2 separate regions of the Mus musculus genome follow, and region 1 is linked to region 2. Evidence: chromatin contacts called from public promoter capture Hi-C data. All regions are on one chromosome and are shown on one strand. Each heading gives the region's core, a stretch centred on a gene start, on an enhancer-like site or on the middle of the called end of the contact. The rest is flanking DNA. Distances are from core to core; before and after follow the strand shown.

Region 1 (4,434 bases), core at 539-3,038, 130 kb after region 2:
CTTCACCCTGCACTTGTGCTCCAGCCTGTTTAAACCTGTTGTTTCCTTCCCCCTCTCCATTAAGAGCTCTTTAGCATCCAATTCCAGGTATTAATGTGGGTTAATGTCAGGGATCTTTCTTGGTTCCGTCTCTCATTGTCTGTTCCTCTAGCATCTGATACACAGTAAAACTTCATACATGGGTAATGCTTCTAAATGAGAGAAGAGTTCAGCAGCAGGTGGATTCAGGTCTGGATCTCAGCTGGGTAGCTGGATGGCTATGCAGACAACCATGTAAGCGTGTGGGTGGCTTTATTACTAGCGGAGAGATGATTGGCATCCTGGGTTTATATGAATGAAAGGATAGCTGTCAGGCAGCTATAGCCAGAGGGGATTTCTGAATAAACAAAAGACTGGCTGTCTGGCAGTCCAGCAGTTTGGGGGCAGTTATGAGTTCATGGCCAGTTAGATGCTTCGATGGCTAGGTGGATGGAGATTCACAATAGCTTATAGAAGACCTGGTTTGTGAGTAAGGGGTTAGGTGCGTGAAAGGATGGATAGGTGAGTGGATCGATAGATACACGGTAAATCCATTACTAAATGTCTGGAAACAAGGGAGCGAACGAATGCCTTCCTGTTCCCATTCCCAGAACTCATGGCTTGGGGAAATGATAGAAGTGATTGTTAGGCAAGCCTATGACCTCCTTTCCATCCCCCAAGCCCACGTGATGGTGGGAGGAGAGAGTCAACGCTACAAAATTATAGCACGTGTGTACTCACAACAGCTACTACTCACGGATGGGCCTTTTTGGCTCTGGCAAGTTCACCTCTTGGGAGCCCCAGGGTAGTCTTCTCTTTAAAATTGTTGTCCCAGTGCAATGGTTTGTCCCTCAAAGAGAAAGAAGTCACAGCTGATGTGAGCAGAGGCCCACCTTGGTAGCACTCAAGGCAACCCCTCCTTCATCAAGAGGGTCCCCTCCGCTTACCACAGGTCTGGGAGGAATAAGCAGCTGGAAGACCGAGAAGCTAGGCAGTGATTTGATGTACTCCTAGGGTTATGTGGCGCTGAGGGTGCTGGGTGGGGACAACAGGAGGAGGAAGGAAAGGAGAAGGGGGAGGAGGAGAGCCCGTTGAGATGGAGACAGTCCTCGCTTGGGAACCCCAGACTCCGCGCACACACACCCACTCCCCACCCCATCCCCCCGGCCTCACGGTCCGCCTCTGGGTCTGCGCTCTCGGCGCTCAGGTGGTGCAGGAAGTGGCGGAACTTGTTGGGCAGCAGCTTCCCCAGCAGCGTGCCCAGGGAGTCAGGGTTGTCGCGGGCTGCAGGCTGCCGGTTCCCCCGAGTTCCCGCCTCCCGGGCCGAGCTGCTCGGCTGCAGCGACGGCAGTAGCAGTGCGCGCGCGGTCCCACGGTCTCGCCGAGCGTTCGGGGACTCGGGGGACCCGCAAGGCAGGCGCTGGGACTTGCGGTCCCGCCGCCACGCGCCGTCTACATCTCGCCCCACACGGCCTTCGAGCATTGGCAGCAGCATCGGCAGCCGCTTAACAGGGCGGCGCTGGGTGGTCCCGTCGGGATATCCCTTGGGCTTGTAGGCCGGGGTCCCCTCCATGGACTGGCGCCGGAACATCCTGAGTCAGAGCTCGGCTCAGGACACCTTCGCGCCCGGGGGACGCGCAGGGGCGAGCGGGGCCGCAGGAAGGTCGTATTCCAGCCCGCAGTCCATAGCGCCGGGAAGGGGCAGCAGAAGCCGACTCCGGCAGGACCCTAGCCTGCTGTGTCCCGGCGCAAAGGCGGTGAGGGCGGGAACGCCAGCCCTTTGGGGCGGCTGTGACGTTGACATGAGCTAGAGCACGCGGAGCGCCTGGCACAGTGCAGAGCTCTCTGCACCTGCTGGCCTAAGACCGCCTTTCCTATCACTTAGCACACTTGGGAGAGGGTTTGTCTAGAATGTGCAAGAAACTGAGCGTGGCGGCCCATGCCTGTGATTTCAGCACTTGGGAGGCAGTTGCATAGGCTAGAGAAACAGATCAGCGAGAGGACCGGACTTAGATTCCCATACCGTATATACAGAACAACTCACAGCCTCCAGTGCCAAAGTTATCCGCCACTCTTCTAGCCTCAAGGTCACCAGGCACGCACAAAATGCACTGCCATGGAGGCAAAACACTCATACTCATATTTTTTTTTTTTAAATTAAGGCTATTGTCAGGAAGTGGTGGCACATGCTTTTAATCCCAGCACTCAGGAGGCTGAAGCTGGTGGATCTCAGAGTTCGAGGCCAGCCTGGTCTACAAAGTGAGTTTCAGGACTAAACAGAGAAACCTTGTCTTGAAAAACAAAACAAAACAAAAAACCTCAAGGCTATTAAGTGTGGTAGTGCACAGCTTTAGCTCTAGCACTTGGGAGGCAGAGGCAGGCATCTCTCTCAGTTTGTGGCTACCCTGGTCTACATATGAATTCCAGGCCAGCCAGAGCTACATAGTAAGAACCTGTCTCAAACACAGGGCAATGGTGGCACACACCTTTAACCCCAGCACTTGGGAGGCAGAGGTAGGCGGATTTCTGAGTTCAAGGCCAGCCTGGTCTACAGAGTGAGTTCCAGGACAGCCAGGGTTACACAGAGAAACCCTGCCTCAAAAACAAAACAAAACAAAAACCAAAACAAGAGAGAGAGAGAGAGAGAGAGAGAGAGAGAGAGAACCTGTCTCAAAATAAACAATTCAAGGTTGTGCTTGGCTATATACCAACTTCAAGGTCAGCGTGGGCTAAATGAAATCCTGTCTAAAAAATATGATTTAGAACAGTGTTTCTCAACCTGTGGGTTGTGACCCTTGTGAGGGTCACAACGGCCTTTTCACAGGGGTCACCTAAGACCATCAGAAAACACAGATATTTACATTACAATTCACAACAGTAGCAACATTACAGTTACAGTTAGAGGTTGCAATGGAAATAGTTATATATTTGGGGTCAACACAGCATGAGGGAGCGTGCATAGGGAGGCTGAGAACCACTGACTTAGCGTTTTGTTTCTGCTCCAATCCTTAATAGTCTTGAGATCTGGGCAACCAGAGAGCTTTCCCCTAAAGACTAGGACAAAGCCTGCATCTGACTCTTTGTTCAATTAATTCCTTTTGGGGAAGTCTCCCTACAAGGCACAATCCATCATTCCCCTGCCTCTGTTTTCCAAGTCCTGGGTCACCCCTGGCAGCTCACACATGACTTACGGGCATAGCAGGAGAAGGCGTGGGAGGGCTAGACCTCCTACTGAAATTGTAGACTTCCAGTTTGTAAACTCTGATGGGGAAGTCACTCTCAGATCAGGACCAGGCTGCAGATACACATGACTTTCTCCCACCTCCTACCCCAGATGCTGACAGTGGATCTGGGGAGGAGCCAAGACCATGTTTGGTGCCCCTTCCCCAAGGCTGGGGATGAGACAGAGAGCCTGGATAAGTGTTCCACCATCCAGCCACATCCAGCCAAGACACAGATTCTGAGCATCATCCCAGTTAGGGAGTAAAGGCCCAGTCCCTTGAGCTCTGACACTGGCATCTCCGGCTTGCTTCTTCCCAAAGCTGTCATCACCTCTAAAAGGATCCTAGGATATCACACTCACCTGCTGGGTGAGGCCACAGAAGGTCCTGTAAGTTTAGAGCCCCCTGACAGGTGGGCTATTTGCTGGGAGAGCCCATCTTTCCACCTGCTCCCTCTGACAGCTCTGCCCAGGTGCCTGAAAGTGTTCTTAGAGTCATTGTGATCCGATCTTACCCACAGCCACTGGGGAGCAATGGGCACTGTGTCCTGGGGACAAGGGTGGGGCTGGTGTACTCTGGGGGCCTGGGGCCACACCCATAGAGGCACTCTGGGTCAGAGCAGCCATGCCTGATCCAAAGAGGACCAGAGCGCTCTTTTAGACCCAGAGTAGGCTGTGCTTGACTGAGTGGAAAACAAAGATGGAAGGAAAGGAGAGGTGTATTACCCCCACCCTCCTAGGACAAGAAGAGCACAGGGGGCCTGGAAATCCAGGAACCAAGGCATGTTCATTTTCTGTTTCTCTCGGCTATATGATGCTGACAGGGTCCTTCTTTCTGGGAGTGCCATGGGGCAAATGGGCTCAAGTGTGAGTCTTGGTTGGGAGAGCTGGGAGAAGTGCCCATGAGAGTCTTCAGGTTGGGTGATGAGGGCTCAGCTCAGGCAAGTATACCCAGGTATGACATAATTGTTTTTTTTTTTTTTTGCTTTTTCAAGACAGGGTTTCTCTGTGTAGCCTTGGCTGTCCTGGAACTCACTCTGTAGACCAGGCTGGCCTTGAACTCAGAAATCCGCCTGCCTCTGCCTCCCAAGTGCTGGGATTAAAGGTGTGTGCCACTGTGCCATTACACCACTGCCTGGCTGGTTTTGTTATTTTATTTATCTTTTTTCCTAAAACAGGGCCTGCAGTTCTCAAAT
Region 2 (4,692 bases), core at 547-3,046:
AAGTTCAGGCTGGACTCAAACTTCTTTTGTATCCCTGGCTGACCTTGAACTCCTGATCCCAGTTCTGGGATGACAGATGCACATTGCTCTACCTAGTTTTCTTTCTCCCTCCCTCCCTCCCTCCCTCCCTCCCTCCCTCCCTCCCTCCCTCCCTTCCTCCCTCCCTCCCTGCCTCCCCTCCCTCCCTTCCTCTTTCCCTCTCTTCCTTCTCTTTCCAGCTCTGCTCCCCACCCCCACCCCAGTACTGGAGCTCAAATACAAACCTCACAGTAGTGCTTGCTAGATGAATTTCACCACGGGGCTGCACTTGAGCTCCCAGGACCCACGGCCTCCAGCGGCTTCCATGAAAAAGAGGAAAAGAAGTGGCTGTGTGGGTGACAGAACCTGTGATCATTGTTAAAAATAAGAACCCAGGGCTACTGAGATGGCTCAGGCAATAAAGGCACTTGCTACCAAGCCTGCAGACCAGAGTTCAGTTCTTGTATCCCACACGGTGCAAGCAGAAAAACAACTTCCAAAAGTTATTTCTAACCTCCTCTCGTGTGACATGGCACATACATGCCCGTGCACCAAACACACACACACATACACGCACTCGTGCTCACTAAATTAACATAAGCCTTGCTCTAAGACACCCCTACCTCATGCCTCAGCGAGCAGGAGCAGCGACATCCAGGCCAGGCAAGAAGACAGAGAACTCACCCTGGACCCTACACCAGTTCCTCCAACAGCAGGGAGACAGAGGCTCCTTCCATCACAGGCCCATCGTGGCTCCTCTCTCCCTGTCCTTCCATCACTCACTGTCCCTGGCCCCAGGAAAGCCTGTGAGCCGCAGGTCTAGTGGCCCTGAGACATCAGGCGCCCAGCTTTCTCCTCACCAGCACGCTCAATTACCAGCTTCCCCTAGCTTGCATGTCCCCTTTGTGATTAACGCCCTTCTAAACTCCCTTCCCATCAGCAGCCACCAGCCTGTGACCGCAGAGTGGTCTGACTCTTTTAAAATGCAAACACCCTCAAATACATGCACACACACACACACACACACACACACACACACGTGCACATGCACATACACGCTGCAGATGCAGCTCATCCTTCCCTGGACATTCAGAGATCTGGATGGAGCTCCCAGGAGGACTGCCTGATACGAAATGCTGGAAACTTCTGGAAGAAGGTAGCCATCACTCTAAACGGCAGACCAGAGCTTTGCTTGTGGTCTACAAGCTGCCCAGTTTCCAGGCATGCTGGACAGGCATCTATCTCCAGAAAAGGAAGGAATCTGAGGCTCAGAGAGGGCAAACTACTTGCTCAAGGTCACCCAGCCTAGATTTTTTGAGCCCAAACACTTGGGATTCAGCAGGGAGATGCCAGAAACACTAAGAGCTGCTGCCTTTACACAGTGTCAACACAGGCTGGGCCAGGAGCTAGAGCCAAGTGGGCAGATGAGGTGGGACAGAGCCCAGTGGGTGGTGGTCGGAATGCCAGCCTTGGCTGTCCTTGTAGGTGCTACAGCTGGGCCTCACCTACGAAGACTGGGTACCCCTCTGCTGATCCCCAGCAAAGAGAGGGCTGTAGGACCTCTGGTGTGACCTCCAGATGCAGCCCAGAAATTCTGCCTTTGCCCTTGCTTGGAAACACTGGAGTCCCCAAGGACAGGTGAGGCCCAGGTAAGGAGGTCTGTTTGAGCTCCCTGTCCTGCCAACGCCCCCTGTCCCCATCCCACCCCCACACCCTGCAGCTCCCTTCCTACCCGCCTGCTGCACTGTGCACTCATTAGAGCAGAGCTGAGCTTGCTCTGGGTTAAAAATGCTCTGAGCACAGCCTGGCTTTCTTTCCCAGCTTCAGCACCAAGTGTGACTCTCCAGCATCCCCAGCCTCCTCTCACTGCGGCAAAGGGAATGTCAGGGCTTCCTGGACCTCTGGCAGACCTCTGAGATGGCCTGGACTTCCCCATGGGTTCCTACAGTTCCTCATCATCTACTGGATGGTTGGGATCAATATGGGAGAGGACTGCCCACAACATGGACCTGCCAAGCTGCCTGCCTTGGGGCAAGTGGATGTACTTGACCCGCCCACCAAGGTCTGGACAGGGGGCCCTTCCACACCCCAGGAGCTGAGTGTGCTGAGCCTCCTGGGGAGCTGGGACTCACTGTTCCTCCCTGAGTGATGTGTCAGCTGGTGGTGTAGGTAAGAGCAGAGCAGAGCAGGGCCCTCCCCACAGGGCCAGCTGGTGTCCCAGCCACCCATACTCCTCCCCACCCCCATCGCTTACCTGTCTGCCCAGAGCCTAGCTGCCCCTACTAACTGCCTGGACTGGTTACAACAATGCACTGCAATTGTTTGTTTGTCTCTTTGGAGAAGGATGTTCAGAAAAACAGAATGCACTAGGGCTGCGCAGGGAGATGGCTCCGTCATGAACAAACGATGCCTGCAGCAGAGCCTTGTGACTTGAGTTCTATCTATGGAGACCCACATGGTGGAAGGTGAGAACCCACTCCCCCAAGCTGTCCTCGGCCCTCCATGTGTGCACCATGGCTCACACGTAAATACACATGTGAACAAATAATGAATAAACTTCCATAGTAATAACTACAAAATCGGAGCAAAATGCAACCAAAAAACTCACAGACATTACAAATTCCACCATCAGGGGCTGGCAAGATGACACATTGGGTAGACAGATTGCTGTGCAAACATGAGGACCTGAGTTCAATCCCTGGTACCCTGTAAAAAGTCAGGTGTGAAGATGTGTTCTTGAAATTCGAGCATCAGGAGCATGAGGCAGGAGGCTCCCTGGGTCTCACTGGCCGGCCTGCCTGGCTGAGCCAGTGAGGTCCAGCTTCAGTGGAAGAAGACCTTGTCTCAAAAATATAGTGCTGCTGGTGGAGCACTCCTTTAACATCAGCATTTGGGAGGCAGAGGCCGAGGCAGGGGGATCTCTGTGAGTTCAAGGCCAGCCTGGCCTATAGAGTAAGTTCCAGGCCCATGAAAGCTATACAAAGAAAGCCTTTCTTGAAAATCAAAACACAACGGTAGATAGATAGATAGATAGATAGATAGATAGATAGATAGATAGATAGATAGATAGATAGATAGATAAACAGAGAAAGATTATATAGAGCAATAGATAGATAGATAGATAGATAGATAGATAGATAGATATAGAGAGAAACAGAAAAATTATATAGAGCAATAGATAGATAGATAGATAGATAGATAGATAGATAGATAGATAGATAGATAGATAGATAGATATAGAGAGAAACAGAGAAAGATTATATAGAGCAATCGAGGAGGACATGGACATGTAACATCAAGCTCTGGTAGCACACTCATGTGCACACACACACACACCTCACACACACGCTCACACACACCCCACACCGCACACAACAAAAGCATCCTGTCATTAGCCAGGCATGGTGGCTTCTATCTTTCATCCCAGAACTTGAGAGGCTGAAGCAAGAGGGCAGAGAGTTGGAGCTTGATAATAATCATGGCTATGTAGTGAGCTCCTTGCTAGCCTGGGCTACATAGCAAGACCCTGTTTCTACATTAACTAGTAATCAGTTAGTTGCCAACACCCACATCTCTTCTGGAAACCAACTGTGTTATGAAGATCCTGAAATGTGAAGCTTGTATCTAAGAAGATTGCTCTCTGCACAGGAGGGGCCGGCTCAGCCACTCACCAAATGGGCTCAGGGGTACCTGTCCTGGACACTGGCAGTTGAGGTCTGGCAGAGAATTTGGGCCTTTCCCCCCACCTCTAACTGTCCTAGAACAGGATTGGCCTTGAACTCACAGAGATCCACCTGCCTCTGTCTCCCAAATGCTGGGATTAAAGGAGTCTAACTACCACTGCCCAACATGATTTATCTATTTATTTTTATTTTATGTGCATTGGTGTTTTGGACGCATGTATGTCTGTGTGAGGGTATCAGATCCCCTGGAACTGGAGTTACAGATGGTTGTAAGCTACCATGTGGGTGCTGGGAATTAAACCCAGGTCCTCTGGAAGAACCATTGAGCCATCTGTCCAACCCCTCAATTTGAGCCTTCTAACTCCTCTTCCAGTGTAGTCTGTAAGGTCCAGGATTCTCCCTTTGGCCCTAAGATTGGTGAGTCTCTTAGGCAGATGGTTTAAGCAAACAAGGTTTGCCTGCGTGTGTACAGGTTGAGGTTTGACAGCATCAGTGCAAAAGGCTCAGACTCGTCTGGCTTCCTGTTTTATCAGTCCTAGTGTCTGGCTTTTGTCCTCACAGTGTTAAGATGGCTGCCTCACCTCTACCATCACATCCACATTCTATTCAGAAACAAAAGGAATAATGACAGTTATTTTCCATGGAAGTTTTACTTTTAGATTCAGGAAGGAAACTCTTCTGCCTCTATCCCATTGCCCAGAGCTGGGCTACCTTAGCTGCAAGGGATGCTGAGAGGTTACTTGTTAAGCTTGTCCGGGTCCTAGAGTAGAGGAAGGCCAGAGACAGGAGGCTTGGAATGTGCATGTGTGAGGCCACACAGGTTAGGTCAGGCAAGGCTCAGCAGTGATGTCATGGCAGTAGCCTCCCTTGTCCATCTTCAGACCTCCTGTGCACCCCTGGCTGTCTGGGACTCGCTCATCTTCCTCTGCTCAGTGTGCAGTTGAATGGAACTTCAAACTCTCCTGTGTCACCAGGGTTCCCAGTACTCTGT

What was found. Promoter capture Hi-C pulls out the DNA fragments that hold promoters and counts their contacts.
Region 1: a contact with region 2 is called in a promoter capture Hi-C map of hippocampal neurons, with 4 times the contacts expected there. The contact joins the promoter of 1700001O22Rik here to the enhancer-like site in region 2. A contact is called at or near these places in 6 of 39 promoter capture datasets (embryonic stem cells, hippocampal neurons, liver and 2 more), 2 of 15 datasets of contacts at CTCF or cohesin (both in embryonic stem cells), 18 of 484 Hi-C or Micro-C datasets (CD4 single positive thymocytes, CD8 T cells, the N1E-115 cell line and 13 more), 21 of 115 datasets of contacts at active chromatin or transcription factors (bone marrow-derived macrophages, craniofacial prominence, differentiating embryonic stem cells and 14 more) and 4 of 9 other capture datasets (adipose tissue, embryonic stem cells, liver and 1 more).

The regions. Positions count from the first base shown.
Region 1 is chr2:30,799,949-30,804,382 of GRCm38.p6, forward strand. 1700001O22Rik (RIKEN cDNA 1700001O22 gene) reads right to left here and starts at 1,789. Exons shown (of 7, transcript NM_198000.3): 1 at 1,192-1,789; 2 at 966-1,053; 3 at 776-868. The coding sequence starts at 1,609.
Region 2 is chr2:30,669,570-30,674,261 of GRCm38.p6, forward strand. It overlaps Gm14486 (predicted gene 14486), which reads right to left. Exons shown (of 4, transcript NR_136917.1): 2 at 264-338. Among named protein-coding and RNA genes, the nearest start is that of Gm14486, 6.1 kb to the right of the region's middle. Within about 2 kb of position 1,797, at least 18 of the 459 cell types and tissues checked have an H3K27ac peak or open chromatin away from gene starts, as enhancers often do. A contact at or near this core is called in cerebral cortex and hippocampal neurons, where this site is marked.